Linked DNA regions of Rattus norvegicus: region 2 is linked to region 1. A link is a contact called in public Hi-C data. All regions are on one chromosome and are shown on one strand. Each heading gives the region's core, a stretch centred on a gene start, on an enhancer-like site or on the middle of the called end of the contact. The rest is flanking DNA. Distances are from core to core; before and after follow the strand shown. Region 1 has its middle 47 kb from the start of Gpr151. Region 2 holds the start of Ppp2r2b (protein phosphatase 2, regulatory subunit B, beta).

Region 1 (4,515 bases), core at 1,058-3,557:
CTGAGGGACCATAAACATAGAGTTTAAACTTTATTAAAACAAAGGTAAATGTTGAATGCATATCTGGTGCCCACAAGTCTGGCAGTATAATTGCAGTTTTCTAAACTATTGTTTGCGGCTGAGAATTGTTTCCTAGACTGTACGTTCAGCTTTCCTCCTTGCAAGGGACATTTGGTGAGGTGATGAATAAGAGCTAGATGATTGCCAGTTATTGATGTACCTGTTCTAACTGCTTAAATCTATGCCAGAAAGTAAAGCTTTTTGCAGCAGCACACACCTCGAGTTTGTGTCTGTCTGTCGGGACAAATCCGTTCTCTACCTGAAATCCAAGCCTTGGTCCCTCTGCTGACACACTCCCCTGGGTGGTCTGTGACAAAGTAGCAACAAAAATGATATTGTGGTTGGGAGTCACCACAACATAAAGAACTATATAAAAGCATTAGGAAAGTTGAGAGCCACTATTGGAGGGCTCCCACCCACATCCTTTTGGCATAGCTACTTTGGGGTGTTTGCCATGCCTCTTCCCCTTCCCTGAGTAGCTCCAGTATCATAGGTAACATTTGCTACTTTGCATCCGTAGACAGTCTTTTTCTTCCATTAGCCTGAAAATGCCTGAGGTCCTACGTGCCTTCTCTCTCTCTCTCTCTCTCTCTCTCTCTCTCTCTCTCTCTCTCTCTCTCTGTATGTTTTGAGACAGGGTATCTTTGTGTGGCTCTGGCTGTCCTGGGATTTGCTCTCCAGACCAGGTTGGCCTTGAACTCAAATCTACCCACCTCTGCTTCCCAAGTGCTGGGATTAAAGACAGGCACCACAACCAAGCAGCTTCTGCCTCTGCTCTTAATCACATTCCCAGAACCTAGTGCAGCTTCTGGCATGTAACAGACACTAAATAGTGCTTGGCTGAAGGAATGAGCTCTTGCTTCATTAAATCTTAACTAAAGTTCAATTGGTTAATAACCATGATCTAGTATTATTACTATCCCAACTTGGATTACAACTTGAGTTTATTAAGGTGAGTGGAAAGTTCTGCATGGTGTAGAATGCATCTTTGTATATTAACTTTTTAAATTGACACACAGATGTTAAGATTACTCATATGCAACAGTGCGCAGTTTCCATTGTATCCAAGTAGCAATCAGGAATGGCAGCGTGCCATTTGGTAACAACCGACACTGTGGCTTTTCAGATTTGGCTTGCAGAAACTTTATCCTCAATTAAATCTGGTCACACTTTTGAAATGCTTTTGAAATGTGTTAGATCACTCCAAGCTCAGCAATTAGGTTTTTTTTTCTTTTTATTTTTCTTTCTTTCTTTTCTTTCTTTCTTTTTTTTTATTTTTTTTTGGTCTGTGATAAAAATAACTGCAACAGATACATGACAGATACAGTCTCATAGGTCATAAACATACACAGCAAAAGGAAACGGTGCATCAGCAGTTACCACAGTTAATAGAGGAACTTAGTAGAGACATCTGGGAGCTTTGGTTTATAAGCCCTGACAGTTCTCGAAGCAGAGGCAATGTTTACAGAACAATTATGATTGTTAACACACTGAAAACAAGTACAGCATTATGAGCTCACTTGTGATGCCTTACCTTTGCATTTATCAACAGTATCTTACTATAAAAATATTCAACTTGTGCTTATCATTGAACTTTCAGTGCTTGCTAAAAGGTGCCAAGTGAATTTAACAGAGGCAGGAATTTTCTATAAGATGATACATTTTTTAAAAGCATTTTTACAGTTATCCAGACCTAAAGACTCTCTAGTCTTTTAGAGTTATCAGTGATGAGCGTGGTCACATTTCAACTTACAATAGTATTATATCCTTGACTCACAATGTCCTTTTGTCAATTTACCTGAAAAGAAAATTTAATCTGGTAAAGAATGTTTTAAGAGTGGCATAATAAATAACCAATATATTGAGCTGGTTGCAGCTCCAGATGACAATTACAAAGGATATGGAAGGGGACCTCTCGCTCAACCCACTGGTAGTTGAGATTCTGTTGCAGGATATTTGATCATGCTGCGAATGCCAAGATTGGGTCGTTTACCGGAAAAAGCCTGTTTCTAGTTGTTGTGTGGCTAAGTCTTTGTACCTACCTTTCATTCCTCTGGCTGGAATACAGACATGCACAATGAAGGCAAAGTAGGTTGGTAGAAGGAAGCACCCATGTTTGAAAGTGATGTCTACTTGAGAGGCAGGCAAGTTGTTGAATCAGAGAAAGATTTGATAGGACAGCATCTGCCCAACTCTCATGAGAACAAAGGAGAGAAAAGAGCCTACTTAGAGAGCACAGAGAGAGGAAAAAGCAGAGGAGGCAGTTTAACTGGGACAGTTATACAATACAGAGACAGGTTGAAAACAGAACGAGCCAGAGAATGAGAAGGAGCCAGAAGACTAGAACAGATTGCCAGAGTTAGTGTGAGGCCAACAGAGCACTTCAGGAGAAGCTGAGAGAAGCCAGATTGAGTCAGTAGCTTAGAGAGGAGTTTGAGTCAGGACAGCGGAGTTGACCAGTCAGCCAGAGCTCAGAAAGAACTAGTAGGAAGGGGTGAACGTATTCAACAGCAGGTCTCAGAGGCTGAAAACATCCCAGGCCTAGATTGGATTGTACAGAGTCTAGAACCTTCCAGGACTGGGTCTAGGTTAGCAGACGGAGGCAGTAAGCATCAGAGACAAAAATTATATTAGGTGAACAAAGGTTACTTTTGCAAGTTTCTGCATATTTTATTAAAAAACACTTTTATTGATTCTTTGTGAATTTTATATCATGCGCCCCAATTCCATTTATCTTCTGTCCCTTCATATCCATATTCCACTCTTGCAACCTCTTCCTGCAAAACAAAAACAAATCAAAACAAAAGGAAACGTCTGCTTGTGGAAGCTGGAGTGAGTCACGGTGTGTCTTGCAGCATACTCTTTCGTCCACACATCTGCACTTGCAAATGTTCATTGCAATGAGTCGTGGGTCTGGTTCAAGGTCTTTGGTTTCTGCTGCATTAGCAATACTGGATCCTCACCATGACTCCTTTTGCTTATCATGTTGTTGCCCTGCGTCATGGAGATGCCTCAGCTTTGGGTCTGCAGGACCAGCCCTATCCCATGCTGCAGCAGCTCATAGATGACGTAGGTTTTTGGGTGGGTCAACTCAAAACCCCAGGTATAGGCCTGGGTGGTAGTTGAGTTGTTCAGCCCATAAACTCTCCTGCATTTGAATCACCAGGGCAAGCCCTCCAGCACTGCCCCTGCTAGCTTACCCAGTGCTAGAGCCATCAAGGGTCAAGGTCAGCTCTCAGCTCTCATGCCTTCTGGGCCAGCTTACCTACACCTATGCCACCAGAGCCAGCTTCACTGTGCTGCCCAGTTGAAGTGCTGGGTTCACTCTTCCGAGTGTAGGAGCTGTGAGAGGTGGGACCAGCTCTGCACAGCCAGTCCTTGGACATCTACATGGTCCCAGGCAGCAGTCCACTCAGCCCAGGGACTTCCACATGCTCTTTAGTGGTATTAAGTCTTGGACACTGACATAGACCTCTGCTGATGCATGGCCATGGACCCAGACATGGCTCTCAGAGGCAGCATGGGCTGGGGCTTCACCATGGCCTCAGGTGACAGGGCTGACTACTCACAACAGGCTGTTCCTCTTCACCCTCCCGTCTCTAGTTCCATCTCTCTTCATGAACTTCAGACTGTTCCATTTCTCTTTCTCTCCCATCTGACCACCACATATTTGCACACGGTAGTGGCTCCTGCTACAGGTTGGCCACGTGGCTGATGTTCTCCACCCTCCTTCACTGGGTAGCAAGGTGGTGTGCTGGTCTCTTGGTGTCTTACTCCACTGACACTGGGTGGCATGGTGACAGGCAGGTCTACTCCAACTGCTGCTTGACCTGGCTGAGTTCATGTTTTTAACTTGAACTACAGAAGTACATACACACCTGTCTACTACTTTAGTTTGGTGTCTTCATACAAAACCTGTTTATCCAAGGGGGAAAATGTACCTGGTAGTTTCTCCTTTAAAAGGTATGACATGATTCCAAAACTTTTAATAACTAGAATTTAGAAAAGAATAATTTTATTTAGAAATCGGGTGTACAGAGACTTAAAATGGAAAGAAGATGGCTACAGGGAAGAAAGATCAAGCTAGAGACCCAGACGTTGAGTGATTTTGGACAAACACAGGGGTCATCTGTAGCTTCTGTCACTCTGGTGAGTGTGTGGGGACTACAGAAGCTCTAGGATGCCATTTCCCATATGAAGGGACTTCAGTGCACACTAGTAGGTGATCCTCCTGAGTGGAGGTAAAGATAGCTTCTCTTCATTTAATTTACAAACTACTACTTGGTCAAATAAGTAAAGCCACATAAAAGTACATCTGGTAGAAATCAGCCATGAATGTTGGCAAGATGTGCTTGGATCTCACTCACAGCAGCTAGAGTGGGCAAGAGAGCACAGGTCAGCAACTCAGGTACTCTCCTGCATCTGTTCTGGAGTGGCCCCATGTTCACGGTACTG
Region 2 (4,515 bases), core at 821-3,320, 300 kb after region 1:
TGCTGGTCCCCAGACATGGTAATGAATACGAAAGTATTTTCAACAGCACTTGGGATTCTTCTGTCTAAAATTTCCAGAGATCTTTGCAGAGGGGGCCACCATTATCCCCACCCCTACATATGAGTCTTTTTATTTCCCTAAGAGCTGGCACTTTTACTTGATCCATGGCATTCTTCTGATGTGATTAAATATTACAGAAATTTTAGCATTCTAGAAGAAGAAACACGGGCTAACATGCCTTGCTGCATTTTCCCCAAGCACTTTCCCACGCGTTTTCTCACATGGCCATGGCCATAGGTCAATACAACACTTCCTTGCCGAAAATCAACATCTACAGGTAGAAAATAAAGCTCGAATGCAAAAGTTTTGTCATTCAAATAAAACTAAAACGTTTTTACTCAGTTCATACACAAAGGGCAGGAAGCAGTCCACCTGCTGACTTTCCCTGACTGCCTGCCCAGCATTTAGGCTGATGTCAGAGCGAGCTGGCTGAAAGGAGAGAGAGCCAGCAAGCGAGAGAGTGAGCGAACACAATTTCACCTCTTGGCAAAGCTCAGCTCGCTGAACCCTCCTGCTTTCTGCTGGCTGTTGATTCAGCAGAAAGTACTGCTGCAGAATTCATAATGGTGATTTTTAAAGGCCCCATGGATCCAGATCCCAGTTGCTCGCCCCACGTGTCAGCCTCGTTCTCTCGCCGCGAATCATGATTCCCCAGCTACCTTTTAAAATTTTCTGGCTATCGTACTTTCAAGGGGAGAGGGCTCCCCCACTTTTGCTAAAAGGCCGTTAGGGGGTTTTGATTGTCTGAGCAGGTAAACCAGCGAGCCAGAGAAATGAATGGGCAAGAAATGAAGCTATATTCTTACTGCAGTCACCGAGAGCCACACATCACTGTACCCAGAGAGGGGTGGACCAAGGTCTCACTGGGCCCCTCCCTTCTCATCTCAGTCCAAGATTCTTGTAAGCGTCTTGGGACAAGAAGGTGTCATCTGCTTCGTTGGGATCATCTGCCTGGGAGCCGCACCCTGAAAAGCCTCATCCCTAAAGGCCATTTTAACTCCCGGGAGCACCTGGTCCACCTGCTGCTGAACGTGGGGCACCAGTGACCGAGAGCCCGAGCCTGGATGGATGTGCCTTACCCCTAACCCCTCTGGCGGCTTGGGTGAGAGCCTAGCCTGAGCCTCCGCCCAGTGCTCCAGCCCTAGAGCCTGGAGGAGTCTCTGCCACTAGGCGCCGGGCCACTGGTGAAGCACAGCTATCCGCAACTTGCACCCGACCCCAGCGGCGGAATGCGGCCGAGCTGGCATTACCTTCGGTTGCATAGCTGTGGTCGCGCAGGAAACTGTTGTTGATTTTGCGGGTATCAATGTCCTCCTCCATTGACAGCAGGCTTACTTGCGTGGGAACCAGAAGCCGGCAGACAAGTATCCATGATCCCACCCCGCAGCCAGTCTCACAGGAGAGGGGGGCAGGGGAGCCAGTGGGACTGCACCATGGTCCAAGCCTGAGGAGGAGACGGGGAGGCGGAGAGAGAAGAAAATAAAAACCCGGCAATGGAGCTGTCACCTCCTCCACTCGGTTCTCCGCGGATGCGGTGGCTCCTCCCGCACGGTGCGCTCACTTCAGCTCCAATTCCCAGCGAGGATGCTGCGCCTGCCTCCTCTGCCTCTGGGTACCAGGAAGCTCTGTGTCCTCCACGAGGGGTCTGGTCCTGCCCGCCCACCCCGGAGACGTTCCCGAGTAGGGCTGGGGAGATGCCCAACAGGTTCCCCTTGGCAGGCAGCGGCTCCAAAATGCAAAAAATAAGAACCCTCCTCCCCCTGGGAGAGCGGGCAGCCGCGACAAAATGGTGCCTTTCCGGACCCACACTGCAGGGGCGAGATGGCAGGGGCAGGATTCAGGCTTGCCTTGCTGAGATGAGGGTGCTGGTCCCACGGGAGGGCGGCTCCCGCAGACGGGGGCTAGGGAAGCTGGCGGGGAGCTAGGCAGGGCGCTGTGGCCGGCGCCAGCGCTCTCACCCTCACACCCACAGGGGCGCACTCGCAGCTGCTGCTGGTGCTGCTGCTGCTGCAGGAGGCTGGAGGCGGCTGGTGCATTAAAAGCGAGGCTCCTCCCAACCGCGTCAGCAGCCCCAGGACTCTTCCCCAGTAGCAGTGGGAGTCCAGGCAGAGGCTGCGGCTGCTCTCTGCTGCAGAGGGGTGCAAGCAGCAGCCAAGGACACCTGGACAGCAAGTGGGAGCGTGCAGGTTCACTGAAAAGAAAAAGGCGTGGATGAGCTGTTCCAGTATCTCCCCTCTGGTGCCATACAGCCAAGGGTAGGGGCTGGCTTGTGCTCAGAGGCTCTTAGCTCACTCATTTGATCCTGACGCCTGCCTGCACTTCATTCAGGACAGTATTTAGTAGTAGGTTCCTTTGGGTAGAAGTCCGCATCTAGGTTCCTTTTGTTAACCGGATATGATGTAGACTGCCCCTTGTTGAAGTTCAAGGGTGAGGTCAGGAGCTCCAAGCCTGGAGAGAGCTAGAAGAGGAGCTTATTCAAAACTTAGCCCTTCAAGCTTGGAGTAGAAAGCAGAGCAGGGGCCAGAACTTTGATACTGCCATCATGGTCGATTCCTTTCCAAGCAGGCTAACATCTGTGAGAAGCTGGTGTTCAGAAACGTATCAGTGTCTACAGGCAGAGACAGTCTGCACAGTACAGGGCTGAGTTATGGGTCAATATACCCAGCCTGAAGAAGCACACTCTCTGTAGCCCTTTGTGTTTTGTTTTGAACAGACGGGTGGAGCTTCATGCTCAGTTGTTCGGACGCCTTCTGTGTGCCCTCAGTATGCTAAGTCCTTGAATGCAGAGAGGAGGCAGGGACCAAGGTGAACCACTATGATCCAGATGGAATTTAAGGGCACAAAAGGGGGTACCCCGTCTTCTCACTTCAACTCAGAGGAAAGGCAGGGTTCACTTTCCAGTCCACATTTCCCCAAATTGCAAATACTACATTTGAAAGAGTATGATATCGATGCTGTTATGAAACATAAAATAATTCAGTGGCGCAGTTCAAACCACTAGATGAGCAATTTGGAGAAGAACTTTCCTCATGAAGTACTGTTCATTTCTATGGGTGTCACTGTAGGGAGAGACATCAGCAAATGTCTTGCTCAGTTAAGCTCTGCGAGTTTAGCCAGATGGGCCCTGAGGGACCCGTGAGTTAATTATATACATACAATGAATGCTTCAGCTAACACAATTTAGAAAGTATTTGAAGTTCCAAAACGGGCTGGGGGGGGGGGGCAAGTCCTTAACTGAGGCTGGGAATTGCCACTAGGTTTCTAAGAAAAAAATAGATGTTTCTGGTGGGTGGAAAATGGTATTGTTTACAAGTCCAAAAAGTAACTGCATCTCTTGGGGGGAAAGATAGGGCGGAAATGTTTCCCCACAATCAGGAGTTGAAAGGCAAGCTTCTAGTAGATTCCACTTTACTTTCATGTGGCAGTTAAGTCCTACATGGTTGTTTGATTGTTTTTTCAAAGGCGATGTGTGAAATTCAAGTAGCAGAGAAGACTTGGTACAAGCTTGTTCAGTCCACTTGAGTATTGCTTGTCCGAGTGGCATCTTCCATGTCCAGCTGGGTGCCTCACGGAGGCTGTACAGTCCCACAGTCCTTTCAGCTTCTCTTGGAGATTAGCATATGGTAAGGAAGGATCAGAAAGGAAAGATAAGTTCATCTCTGGGTGCATCGTGACGCTAAGATGTCTTGCCTTCAGTTGAAATGATTTTTGGCTGTGGCAGCAGGGTTTAGGACATACTGGGAAATTCATCCCTTGTCTTTATAGGACATGGTATGGATTGACATAGAGATGTATAATGGACTAAGAGGGCTCACGTTTATTGGCCAGACTGGGTTTGAGGAATGTTCCCTAGTAACACATGAGAAACATAACCTTTCTCCAGCCTCTAAGTCTACTAAATTCTTCCTCTGGCATTCCCTGTGGTATTCTGCCTTCATTTGCTCAACAATACATAAGACACAAGAAATAAGAAGGCAAATGAGAAAGGTTCCATTTCTACTCATGAAGAGGATTTCACAGTTCTGAATGGAGACTTCTATTCACTGAAATCATACCATAAACCTCCACTATTCTTTATTTTCACAATTAGTTTTGTTCTCTTCATGATTCTTTATTTTCCAGTATTTTATTATTATTGTCAAATATTTTCATCATGTATCTAGTATTAGGTGCCTGCCACTTAGAAGTTGTTTGCTCATATTTATTGAATCGTTCTATACAGTGAACAAATAAGTAAATTACTGAATATGATTAGTGGTATTTAGTCTTTTGCTACTCTAGTCATGCTAAAAATCATGAAAAAATTTATTGCCCATTTTGCAGAGATTATAAGTATAAGTTAGCTTATAATCTCTACTGCTATGGGAAAAATTGTTCCCATTGAATCCTATATGTATGAATACCAAAATTATTTAACATTTGACATATGCTAGGACTGGAGTAAGTACTGGAAAT

Evidence for each region. Hi-C and Micro-C count contacts between places; a contact is called where the count stands out from the background.
Region 2: a Hi-C map of frontal cortex shows a contact between it and region 1, with 3 times the contacts expected there. The contact joins the promoter of Ppp2r2b here to the enhancer-like site in region 1. A contact is called at or near these places in 2 of 12 Hi-C or Micro-C datasets (frontal cortex and prefrontal cortex) and 1 of 1 datasets of contacts at active chromatin or transcription factors (oligodendrocytes).

What each region holds. Positions count from the first base shown.
Region 1 is chr18:34,866,269-34,870,783 of GRCr8, forward strand. No RefSeq gene overlaps it. Among named protein-coding and RNA genes, the nearest start is that of Gpr151, 47 kb to the left of the region's middle. Within about 2 kb of position 2,308, at least 9 of the 93 cell types and tissues checked have an H3K27ac peak or open chromatin away from gene starts, as enhancers often do.
Region 2 is chr18:35,162,946-35,167,460 of GRCr8, forward strand. Ppp2r2b (protein phosphatase 2, regulatory subunit B, beta) reads right to left here and starts at 2,071. Exons shown (of 9, transcript NM_001402382.1): 1 at 1,311-2,071. The coding sequence starts at 1,380.